Linked DNA regions of Mus musculus: region 2 is linked to region 1. A link is a contact called in public promoter capture Hi-C data. All regions are on one chromosome and are shown on one strand. The core of a region is the stretch at or near the end of the contact, and the rest is flanking DNA. Distances in the headings are between cores, read along the strand shown. Region 1 holds the start of Gnl1 (guanine nucleotide binding protein-like 1). Region 2 holds the start of Ppp1r11 (protein phosphatase 1, regulatory inhibitor subunit 11).

What was found. Promoter capture Hi-C pulls out the DNA fragments that hold promoters and counts their contacts.
Region 2: a contact with region 1 is called in a promoter capture Hi-C map of pre-B cells. The contact joins the promoter of Ppp1r11 here to the promoter of Gnl1 in region 1. A contact is called at or near these places in 10 of 39 promoter capture datasets (the 3T3-L1 cell line, 3T3-L1-derived adipocytes, the C10 cell line and 7 more), 1 of 484 Hi-C or Micro-C datasets (rod photoreceptor) and 2 of 115 datasets of contacts at active chromatin or transcription factors (astrocytes and embryonic forebrain).

What each region holds. Positions count from the first base shown.
Region 1 is chr17:35,977,728-35,983,296 of GRCm38.p6, forward strand. It overlaps Gnl1 (guanine nucleotide binding protein-like 1), which reads left to right and starts at 2,228. Exons shown (of 12, transcript NM_008136.2): 1 at 2,228-2,520; 2 at 2,890-3,055; 3 at 3,335-3,471; 4 at 3,580-3,731; 5 at 3,831-3,902; 6 at 4,798-5,005; 7 at 5,220-5,315. The coding sequence starts at 2,448. Prr3 (proline-rich polypeptide 3) reads right to left here and starts at 1,568. Exons shown (of 4, transcript NM_145487.4): 1 at 1,400-1,568; 2 at 654-716. The coding sequence starts at 1,511.
Region 2 is chr17:36,948,678-36,954,246 of GRCm38.p6, forward strand. Ppp1r11 (protein phosphatase 1, regulatory inhibitor subunit 11) reads right to left here and starts at 3,115. Exons shown (of 3, transcript NM_029632.3): 1 at 2,746-3,115; 2 at 1,200-1,308; 3 at 1-877. The coding sequence starts at 2,829. The coding sequence ends at 675.

The DNA of each region.
Region 1 (5,569 bases), core at 978-3,477:
TTACCTACTCTAAGACCATGAGACATGGTTAACTTTTTATAAGAATGTTTATTTTACAATCTGCTTAGAATTGGTGTTTTTATTTGGTACGACTATTACAAAGTCAAAGTTCATAGTTTTACACACAAAAAAAGTCCAATTGAGACAACTTTGTTTACTGACAGAACCACTTCGTTGATTTCATCTTTACACAGAATTCTGTGTTCATATATCTACAGGCCTCCGATTGCACTCAGATAGGGTCTCATGTAGCCTAGGCTAGCCGGTCTCAAATTTGCTATTGCAGGAGAGGCTGGCCAGGAACTCCTGATCCTTCCACATGTTAAGAACTTATGTTGACATTCTGTGAAAACCACAATGTCATAGCTACTGCAGCTTTTCACTAAATCTTGCTATGCCCTCTCACTTTGGTCTTGGTAGTGTCCCATTTAGAGCCTCTATAATGGAGAACATTTATTTCTACACACAAATAAAGACAGACCTAGGAGTTAATCTGGAAGGAAAGTAACATTTTGACAACACCGTATTTCCAAACGGTTAATATATGATCCCTCATTTAGGTACACACAATCCCTGGGCTTTTGTTTAAGTCTTTAGGGGTCCATCCCTTCTCCAGGGCTTAAAACATGAATCAGGGCCCAATTTCTCCTCACCTGACTTGGGATCACCAGGCTTCCCGTTAGCCATGGGGGGAGGGCCCAGAAGGCTGGGTGGTCCTAAGAGCAGACGTGAGAAAACAGCCATCAGAACGGTGCAAAGGACTGATCACCTCGTCCTTACGTGGTCTTATAACACTCAGTTTTTAACCAGGTAAGTCATATATCCACTCAGCAGTGCCGCAAACTCTCACCCCGTCCATCTGCCCGTCCCTCTGCAGAGTTGTTTGAGAGTCCATCAGAGGGTAACAGAGGTCTCTAACAGCTCTTTCCTCACAGTGCTGCATCCACAACATGCCAGTGATTCCACGTACCCCAATCCCTCACCTTAACTGTTGGCCCATCATAGTTTTTTTCTCCTCTCCTTCCCTCGGGGGAGTAGTTCACAGAAGGTTGACCTAACCAGTGGAAGTGTGGTCACAAATTGTCTTCCCGATCATCACAATCTGTAACATCGCTGCCACCCCTCTCCCCCCGCCATTCTGCGGTTGCGCAAGCCAGATGTTTAGCCGAGCCGCCACCTCCCCTGCCTTCTCCAGAAAGGATTAGGAGCCAGATTGAGGTTGAGGGTTCAAGCAAGCGAAGCCCTCAATCCAGGTTCCACCAGCATCCCTCCCCCACCACGTCCCACCCCACCTCCACGCGTGCGCCCTTCCTCCTTCCGTTGGCACCTCCTCCCCCGCATTTCATTCTATCCTAGCCCCCTGGCCGGCTGACAGGCGTGTGCACGCCCTGCCCCTCACCCATGGGGCGCTCATCCTCCTCATCTCCAGGCTCGTCCCGCTCAGACAGTGCGAGATGTTGCTGCTGCTGCGGCAGCGGCGGCGGCTGGTCCTGCTTCTTTCGTTTCGGCATAGCGGCTGCGGCAATGGCTGCAGCAAGATTTGGAGGGCAGTGAGGAAGGGGCACACTAGCTTTCCTTCCGCTTCCGGGTGGGCGATGGGCCGGGTGACCGAGGCGCCCACCATGCCACTTCCGGGAGGTCGTGGATGTGCCGCGGCCGTTCGCTCCTACAAGGTGCCTCGCTCACCCCGCCGCGCGCGTGGGGAAGCTTTGCTCCCCCTTGTGCAGTTCCTCTCCACGTGGGAAAGCACCACCCCATTCCAGTGAGACACCGGACAGGCTTCGGGACTCTGGCGGCACGCGAGAGGCCTGTCGCATCCTAAGGTCGCCACATCCGGGCCCCAGTTACCATGGCAACAACTACAGCCACAACTCCGTGCTCTCTGACCTCTCTCCAAAAGTCCTTGTCCCGCTCGCTTTTCCTCCTCACCCGCGCTCGCACGTGTGGCCAGTGAACCTGCCTCTTCCGCAATCTCCTTACCGAGTCCTGTTGCCGCAGGCCAGTCCACGGGGCAGCCAGTCCACCGGGCAGCCAGCGCAGTCCCGGCTCTCCCGCCAGGGGCCATCCTCTCCAGGCGGCCGCGCGGTGGGGCGTGTCCTCGCCCCGTCGCCCGGCCCCCGCCAGGTGAGTGGCAGCTCCCGGGAGCGCCGGGCGGCGGTGACACGCGTCCCCCCTCCCGCGACTGCCACTTGGTAGCGCCCGTGACGGAGTCGGCTCGGGCCTCCCACGCGCGTCTCCCGCTCGCCGCACCGTGCATCCCGGACCCGCGGACTCTCACGTGCCGCCGCTTGCATCCCCGCCGCCCCGCTCCCCGCTCCCCGCCGCTCGCTGCTGACGTCACCGCGGCCCCGCCTCCCCAGGGCCCCGGGCCGCCGGCGGGGGCTGCCCCGGGGAGTCAGTTGCGGCGGCGGGGAGCTCGGCGGAGGGCGGGCCGGGGCTCCGGGGCCATGCCGAGGAAGAAGCCCTTCAGCGTGAAGCAGAAGAAGAAGCAGCTGCAGGACAAGCGGGAGCGGAAGCGAGGTCAGGGAGGGGGCGGGGCCGCTGCGCAGCTCTGGAGGAGGGCTGTGCCGCGGCACCGCGGGCGGGGGGTGGGTGGGTGGGCTCTCGCGATCCCGCGTGGGCTGCCACGGTGGGGGTTTCCCGCAGCGGCGGGACGGGGAGGGGTGGAGGGTGGGGGATGGGAAACTCTGCTTCTGCTTCTGCTGCTGCTGCCACAGGGCGCTGTGACGACCTCCAGGCCCATCCGGGACGGGGTTGGGGCGCGCGGTTGGGAAGATGGAGCCTCTGGAGAAGTTGGGTCGGCTGAAGAAGAGCTTGTCCTACCGGCTCGGGGGGCTTTAGGTCCCCTAAGAACCGGTCTACACCGGCGTCACCGGCCCCTCCCCTCAGGGCTCCAAGATGGGCTGCGCTCCAGTTCCAACAGCCGCAGCGGTAGCCGGGAGCGGCGGGAGGAGCAGACGGACACGTCGGATGGGGAATCCGTGACCCATCATATCCGCAGGCTCAACCAGCAACCTTCCCAGGGCCTGGGGCCCAGAGGCTACGACCCCAACCGGTAAGCCAAGGAGAAGGGCGCTGGCCGCAGTTTCCCCGCCCTCACCCTTAGGAAAAGCTTCCGATGAAGGATTGAAAGTGGAACTAGTGAGGCTGGAAGCCAAGGAAGGTGGTTCTCCCTGGATGGGCCACAATCTTTCTTGCCTTCCAATGGGGACTGTCAAGAGTTTGTTTAGAGGAGACTTGAACAACCAGGAGAGGAACCTTTGCAGTTTTGTGGTCAGAAGAGGAGATTGTTTGTCACAGGACTCCACTAGATGTGTGGTCCCTTTCCCCTTAGATACCGGCTGCATTTTGAACGGGACAGCCGGGAGGAGGTGGAGAGGAGAAAGAGAGCGGCCAGAGAGCAAGTGTTGCAGCCGGTCAGTGCTGAAGTGTTAGAGTTGGATATCCGGGAAGTGTATCAGCCTGGCTCAGGTGAGTGGGGGCTACTTGTGTATGCCATCAGCCTGGGGAACTTGCTGGCCAGAGAAGGGGTCCAGAAAAAGTCCTCATGCTTATCCGGTCTCTTTCCTTGTTTCCCAGTCCTGGACTTTCCCCGGCGGCCTCCTTGGAGTTATGAGATGTCCAAGGAACAGCTAATGAGCCAGGAGGAGCGGAGCTTCCAGGAATACCTTGGGAAGATACACGGGGCATACACTTCAGAGAAACTCAGCTACTTTGAGCACAATCTGGAGGTGATGGTGGCGTGTTTACTGAGTCGACATACTGTGATCTTAGTGTCCTGGTTCAGGCAGCAGCCAAACTGAAGACAGTCTCTCTTCTGATCTTTTCAGACATGGAGGCAGCTGTGGCGGGTGTTAGAGATGTCTGACATCGTCCTGCTCATTACTGACATCCGACATCCGGTGAGGACTTTGAAAGGTTTGCAAGGGGGAAAGGGGATGATTCTAGTATGAGAGTGTTCTGAGGCAGGAATTGGAAGGCAGAGAGATCTTTGTTTGTTTGTTTGGTTGGCTTTCAAGACAGGGTTTCTCTGTATAGCCCTGGCTGTCCATACTGGTCTACAAAAGTGAGTTCCAGGATCTACAAGGAGATCCACCTGCCTCTGCCTCCCGAGTGCTGGGATTAAAGGCGTGCGCCACCACGCCCGGCCAGAGAGCTCTTTTTACACCTTTTGGTGGGTGTGTGTGAAAGGCTCTGATTTGCAGGTGCTTGCCATCCCACTTGTAGACGGTATGCTTGGAATTGGGAAGCCACAGAGGTCAACCTTGGTGTTCCTCAGGCAATGGCACCATTTGCATTTCCTTTTGTTTTGCTCTGCTCTGCCACCGAGGATGAAGCCCTGGGCCTTGCATCTTGCTCGTACTAGGCCTGAGCTTTTTACCACTGAGTCGCACCCCAGCCTCAGGAGCTGAACTTTTTATTCATCTCTGATCCTTGTCACATGCACATATGATGTACACAGCCATACACACCTAACACAGACATGTACACGCGTGCATAGAGCTGTGTACTTCTTACCTGGTCCCTGTCCCTGTTCCTGACTGTCATCACCTCAGTGCACTCAGATATTGTCAGACTTGCCTCCATTTCTCTCATCATGACCTGCAGGAAGCTCCCTGAGGCCTGCCCAGGTTGTTATTAATACCTGCTTTGCCTTCCCTGCTTGGTGCGGCTGGGTTAACTGTTTTCACCACAGAATCTACTTCTGCCAGAGCTGTGCCTGGTGACAGGGAGCTGGGGTCAGCAAACTCTTGACTCGCTTCTTGTCACTCTGTCCTCTTATCAATTGTGTCACAGGTTGTGAACTTCCCACCAGCACTTTACGAGTATGTAACTGGAGAGCTTGGGCTGGCCCTGGTGCTGGTCTTGAACAAGGTGGACCTGGCCCCGCCGGCTCTCGTGGTTGCCTGGAAGCATTATTTTCACCAGTGCTACCCCCAGCTCCACATTGTCTTGTTCACCTCTTTCCCTCGGGACACGCGCACTCCACAGGAGCCTGGTGGTGGTGAGTGAGCTGCAGAGAAGGTGTTGGCGGGTGTGTGTGTGTGTGTGTGAGAGTGTGTGTGTGTGGTGGTGGTGGTGGGGGGGGGGTCCGGGGCGGGGCAGGGGGGGGGAGGATGAGCAGGGGTTGGGGAACAGAGAGGTTGGTTGGCAAGGGCACCTGATGTGGGCCTGAGGGCAGCAGGAGAAAGAGGCACATCTTCACTCTCTCATCTCAGTCTTGAAGAAGAATCGGAGACGGGGGAAAGGATGGACTCGGGCACTGGGACCAGAGCAGTTGCTGAGAGCCTGTGAAGCTATCACTGTGGGGAAAGGTATGTAGTCCTTGGAGGGAAGGCTCTGGATGCCCCTCTAATATACACACTTAGGAAAGTTGTAGAATAAGGTCCCCCACCCCCACCCCTCGCCAGATGGTGGGAAGGAGAGAGTCAGGAGTGGGCAGGGGCCTCTGTGGTTTGATGTCCTGAGAAGTCGTAGATGTGCTGATGGAGAGACTCCATCTGTGACTCCAGAGTGGGGTCCTGAGAAAGCTGGGGAAACTCTGGTCTGCCACAGTACACATTGGCAC
Region 2 (5,569 bases), core at 1,865-4,364, 970 kb after region 1:
AAGTCAGTGGTCTCAGCCAGCTTTGTCAGAAATGTTATATTCAGGACATGGCTATTTTTTTTTTTTTTTTGGTTCCACTTTCCATTAGGTGTGAATGACAAAGACCTCTCCTAACTCCTTTGGAGAGCCATAAGGGGTAAGAGGAGCAGAAGGGCCAGGGAACCCTATAGTCTCCACACAACCTTACATCCCACAGGCAAGAACTAAGATTTAGGAAAACTGCATCAGTAGAAGAACCATAAGCCAGGATTAATACGCAGAACTGGGGTGCAAGATTGCCTGGCATCTGATTGGAGCCCTGGCAGTGAAAGCTGGGACCGTTGAAAACCCAGTTGAAGTGCTTGGGACTCAAGCTGAGGGTGCAGGTGGCCAAGATACTGGATCCCAGGACAGGTAGTTTGGCAGTGAGAACAAAAGGGATAGACTGGGACCAAGATGCCTGGATCCCAGGCATGGGAGCAAACTGTAGGGAAGCAGGGGCTGGGAGAACCCAGAAGCCTGGGTTCTGGAACAGCAGCAAGTCAGAATTCCAGGATCTGTATCCACCCTCCTCTTCCTCTTCTCTATCACTCAGGAGACGGAAGAAGGGGGCAGGAGAACGGAGGCAATGGGTGGAGTCCCCATGTCAGATGGATATATTTGGGGCAGGCAGACACATGAATGGTGAGAGGGATTTAGTGCTGCATAGGTCCTGGAGGGGGCTTAGAGGGATCAGGAGGCTGTGGAGGAGTGGTTGGGGTGGGTGCTGGGGTTGTAGGACGCCGTCCTTTGCGGTGACCCCGTACACAGTGCTTATGACTACAGCCTTCTTCTTCATCCTCATCACTCTCGGTGGAGCTCTCGCCAAAGGCCCGAGGCTTCTCATAAATACAGCAGCCTGAATGGAGAGAGAGAAAGCCAGCTAAGAAGGATGAAGAGCAGTGTTCAGTCAGTTTCATTTCCACCAGATCTGTGTGAAAACCTCTCCCTACTTTTCTGGAATCCAGCTGCCTTAGCCTCTTCCCCCAGGAATTCAAGAGAGAGTCGGAAAAACCTGACTCCCATTCTGCCATGGCTTGCCCCCGCCCCCACCCCTAACTCCAGGCAGTTGGTACCGCATAGTTTTATTCCCACCTATTTTTCTTTCCAACCAAGAACTCGATAGAGCTATAAAGCAACAGTGAGATGGTGGCCAGGGACACTGGGCCACCCACACTCACATTTCGACGAGCGTCGCCCCATATGCTCATTGTCCACAGTGTCACTGGACCACTCCACCTTCTTCTCTGGCTTGCGTTTCCGAAGTTTCATAGTTAGGCTCTGATTCTCCTGAAAAGTTAAAAGAGGTGTGGGCCCATCTGACTCACTTCCTCTTGATTTTTCCTGTTTCCTATGGAACCTCCTTTTTTCTCTTCCCTGGCTCAGTCAGTAACACACATCATGCCCCTGGAGAGGCAGGACAGCCTGTTTGTGGAGAGTATGAATCCCTGTTCTTGATAACCAATAGTATGCAAAGAAGGCAATTCTTAAACTAGGGAAGGTGCCAGCAAATTGGCAAACTAAGATACAACCAACGCTATCACCCTTGGTGGCATTAATATATGAATGTTATTTTCTCCCTTTCCTGTGACTGGCCTTTGATCTCACTTTCTTCTTCACACCTCTTATTCATGTTCTAAAGAGACTGAGGTATGTAATCTCAGCACTTGGGAGACTGAAATGGCCTCTGCAACATGGTATAGCTATTTTCTCAGAAAAAAATAAAATAAAATAAAGCAGGGATGGGGAGACATCTCTGTTGGTAAAGCTCTTTTGGTGCAAGCATGAAGACCTGAGTTTGATCCCTTGTATCCACGGGAACAAAAACAACAACAAAAAGTCAAATGTGGTGGTGGTGGTGGTGCAAAAAGGCAGATCTCTTGCTAGCCAGACTAGCCTATTTGGCCAGCTCCAGGCACAATGACTCTGTATCATAAGTAAATAAATAAATAAATAAATATAGACCATGTCTCAGACATCTGAGGTTAACTTCAGGCCTACACACACACACACACACACACACATATCAAAATAAAACAAATATCCAAAACCCTCCTTCTACAAAAAAGCCTTCATTCTTTCTTCTCTCATCTTCAAGCCCAGGGCTCCCTAATCCTATCCACTTATTCTTTAACATTCTGGCATCTCTGGTAATAACTGCTAAACTACTAATCTCCTTCAACCCAGACATTGTCAAACCCAACGCATCTTTCTCCCTTTGAAAGCAATTTGTTTTTGCAAAAGTTGTTTGCTCATTTGCTTCTCTCCTCCCTGATCTGCCAAAACACACTTCACCTTATTTTCTTGTTTCCTCATTTCCTCCGCTTTAACACGCACCCATTCCATGACTATCTATTGGTAAGCACTATTGGTAAGTACTCGTTCTGTACATTTGCCTCCAAAACCACGCCTTCTCAAATGGCGTTTCACTTCCTCCCAGTACCTTTCTGGCTCCTTAACCCAGTTTCCGTTTATTACGTACATAGACCACCACCCCAAGCCTTAACACCTATACTCTAATTGTAACTACGGATTAAACAATCCTTGACCAGTCACTTGAACCATTTGAGCGGCTCCAAGCATCTCTATTTAGTTCCTTGCGATTTTCCCAATAAGAGTAAACCCCACATGATGTCCCAGATCCCAAACCCACCAACTTTCCAAACCCCCCTCCCCCTCCCAGTGCCTCCCAGACCCCTAAATAGACCCCCTGCCCGCCTTTCTCACTGGCTCGGTTGTCTCGGTAACCGTTGTCTCAGTAACCGTTGTCTCAGTGACGGTCTCACTTATCCCGGCCCCTGTCTCCGCCATGGCTAAAGCGAAAAGCGAGAAAGCGGGATGAGACACCCTTTCCTTTTTCTGAGCCTCAGAGATCTAAGAGAACCGGTACAAGACTCGGAGTAGAGGCCAGGATGCTCTAGCTTCTTAATCTCCCCTACTCCTCCACGGCCTCTGCTTCCCCACCCCTGGGGAAAACCTGTCCAACCCCACTTCCGGCCTTTCACTTCCGGTTGTGACGCATCCTGCAGAACACAGTTTCCCTTCCCCACCACCGCCTGGGTCAAAGCAGGCGTCGCCAGAATAGTTCCGCCGTAATGCAATAGTGCGCAGACGCTGAGGTTGGCAGAAGTGATGTCATAGTGGGGGGGGTGGGGCTAGGCAAGGCTTAAGTTCATTGGCTGGTCAACTCGAGGCCGTTGTGCTGAAAGGATGAGGTCTGTGTGCCTAGAATCCTTACCCTATCTGCTGTATCCATAAGCTTAGGTGAAAAAATTAGGTGGGACAGGGAGCTATCTCCAAATTCCTTTTTATCATTCTGTCAAGGAGCGGTTTTCCAGGAGCAGGAAATACACTGGGTTCTAGCCGTCTCCCTGTTTGTTGATATCCCAGTGAAGGTACACTAAACCTGAAATTTTTTGACTGTAGTAGGCCCTAAGATTAAAGCCTGAAACACCTAGATTACCATTTAGCTCCCAGTTTGAGGAATGCAAAGGTTAGATGCAGGGGGCAGAGTAACAAATCCAAATTCATCTGGTTAAATTTTGTTAAATCTCTCCACTATCCATCCAAAAATACCAGTTTTTGTTTCCTTACAATGAGAAACTAGATTTAGATAAGATATATGTATAATACATATAAGTGCATCTTTTTTGTATTGTCCTTGTAATGGTTTTCATTTAGGCTTACTATGCTCGAGAGTCCAAACGGGGGGAGGGGGCTCTAATTTGTAAGCTCCTAGCTTGTACAAACTGTCGTGGCAGCCCGCCTACCTCTTTTAACCAGACATTGAAGGTTTTTTTTTGTTTGTTTGTTTGTTTGTTTGTTTGTTTTGTTTTGTTTTCCCAAATAGGGTTTCTTTGTGTAGCCTTGGCCCTTTTGGAACTCTCTCTGTAGACCAGACTGGCCTCAAATTCAGAAACTTACCTGCTTATGCCTCCTCCAGTGTTGGGATCAAAGGCCACCACCACCACCCAACAAAGAATTATTTTATTATTATTATTATTCACTTTACACCCTGTTCACTGCCCCTCTCCCAGGTACTCCCTCCCACAATCCTTCCCCCATCCCCATCCCCTTCTCTGAGTTGGGTGGGATCCCCCTGGCTATCCCCACACCCTGACACTTCAAATCTCAGCGACACTAGGTGCTTCCTCTCCCACTGAGGCTAGACAAGGCAGCCCAGCTAGAAGAACCTGTCCCATGTACAAGCAACAGCTTTTGGGATTGTCCCTGATCCAGTTGTTTGGGACCCGCATGACAACCAAGTTGCACATCTGCTACATATGTGAGGGGAGGACTAGGTCCAGCCCATGTATGCTCTTTGCTTGGTAGTTCAGATTCTGAGAGTCCTAAGGGTTAGTTGACTCATTTGGTCTTCCTATGATGTTCTTATTCCCTTTGGGACTTGAAATCCTTCTTTCTATTCTTCTATAAGAGTCCCCAAGCTCCTTCCAGTGTTTGGCTATGGGTATCTGTATCTTGAGTGAGCAGCTGGGTGGAGCCTCTCAGAGGACAAGAAGCATGGTATGTACTCATTATAAGTGGATATTATCCACAAAATACAGGTACCACAGTACACTCCATGGCCCAAGTGAGGACTCTTGAATCTCATTTCGAAGGGGGAATAGTCATAAGTCAGATGGAGGAAGGGAACTGGGAAGGTGGGGCAATGGGGAAAGGAATAGGGTGGAGTCAGGATCCAGTGTGGGGAAGGACAGGAAGAGTTGGCTAGATGGCCATGAAAATGAATGGAAATCTGCAACTAGCAGGGGTGAGGGGTTGGGGGAGAACTTCCCAGGATGAGGCAGAGACCTGGGATAGAGGAGGCACCCAAGAGTCAGTGGAGGTGACCTTAGCCGTGATTCACACATCAGGGACATGGAATCTGAAGAACCTACCTCTGTAGTCAGGCAGGACCTCAGTGGATCAAGACACACCAATCCACCCACAAAACTTTGAACCTGATATTTGTTCTGTCTATAAGAAAGGCAGGCACAGGGGATGGAGCAGAGGCTAAGGGATGGCCAACCAATAACCCTGTCCAACTTGAGACCCATCCCATGGGCAGGCACCAGTCCCGGACACTATTAATGATACTCTGTTATACTTGCAGAAAAAAAAAAAATTAAATTGACTGCTCTTGTAAAATTTGCTATTCTAGCAAGATAATAGGCCATAAGACTATTTCTGCTTTTGTAATCAAATTTACCTATTCTGCTCAATGGCTAAGACAACTAACTGCAAGACATATGCTAAAATTAGACTCTGCCTATGTGTAGACAGAATATATGTAATCTGGTGGTTTCTAACTTTATAAGCTTTGATGCTGCTTCTTGGGAATGCTCTCAATTGCAATCTTGGTGCCATGAGTATTTAATAAAGACTCTTATTAATTTGTTTATGGTCATGGGGAATCTCTTAGACCCATAAAAACCTCATTCCAGACTCCATCATTTTATTATAGTTTTTTCTTTTTTTATATCTATATCTCTACTTCACCTAAATTTCCTTTGGAATAAGACCGATTATTGTTATTTTTTAGTTTTTAGTC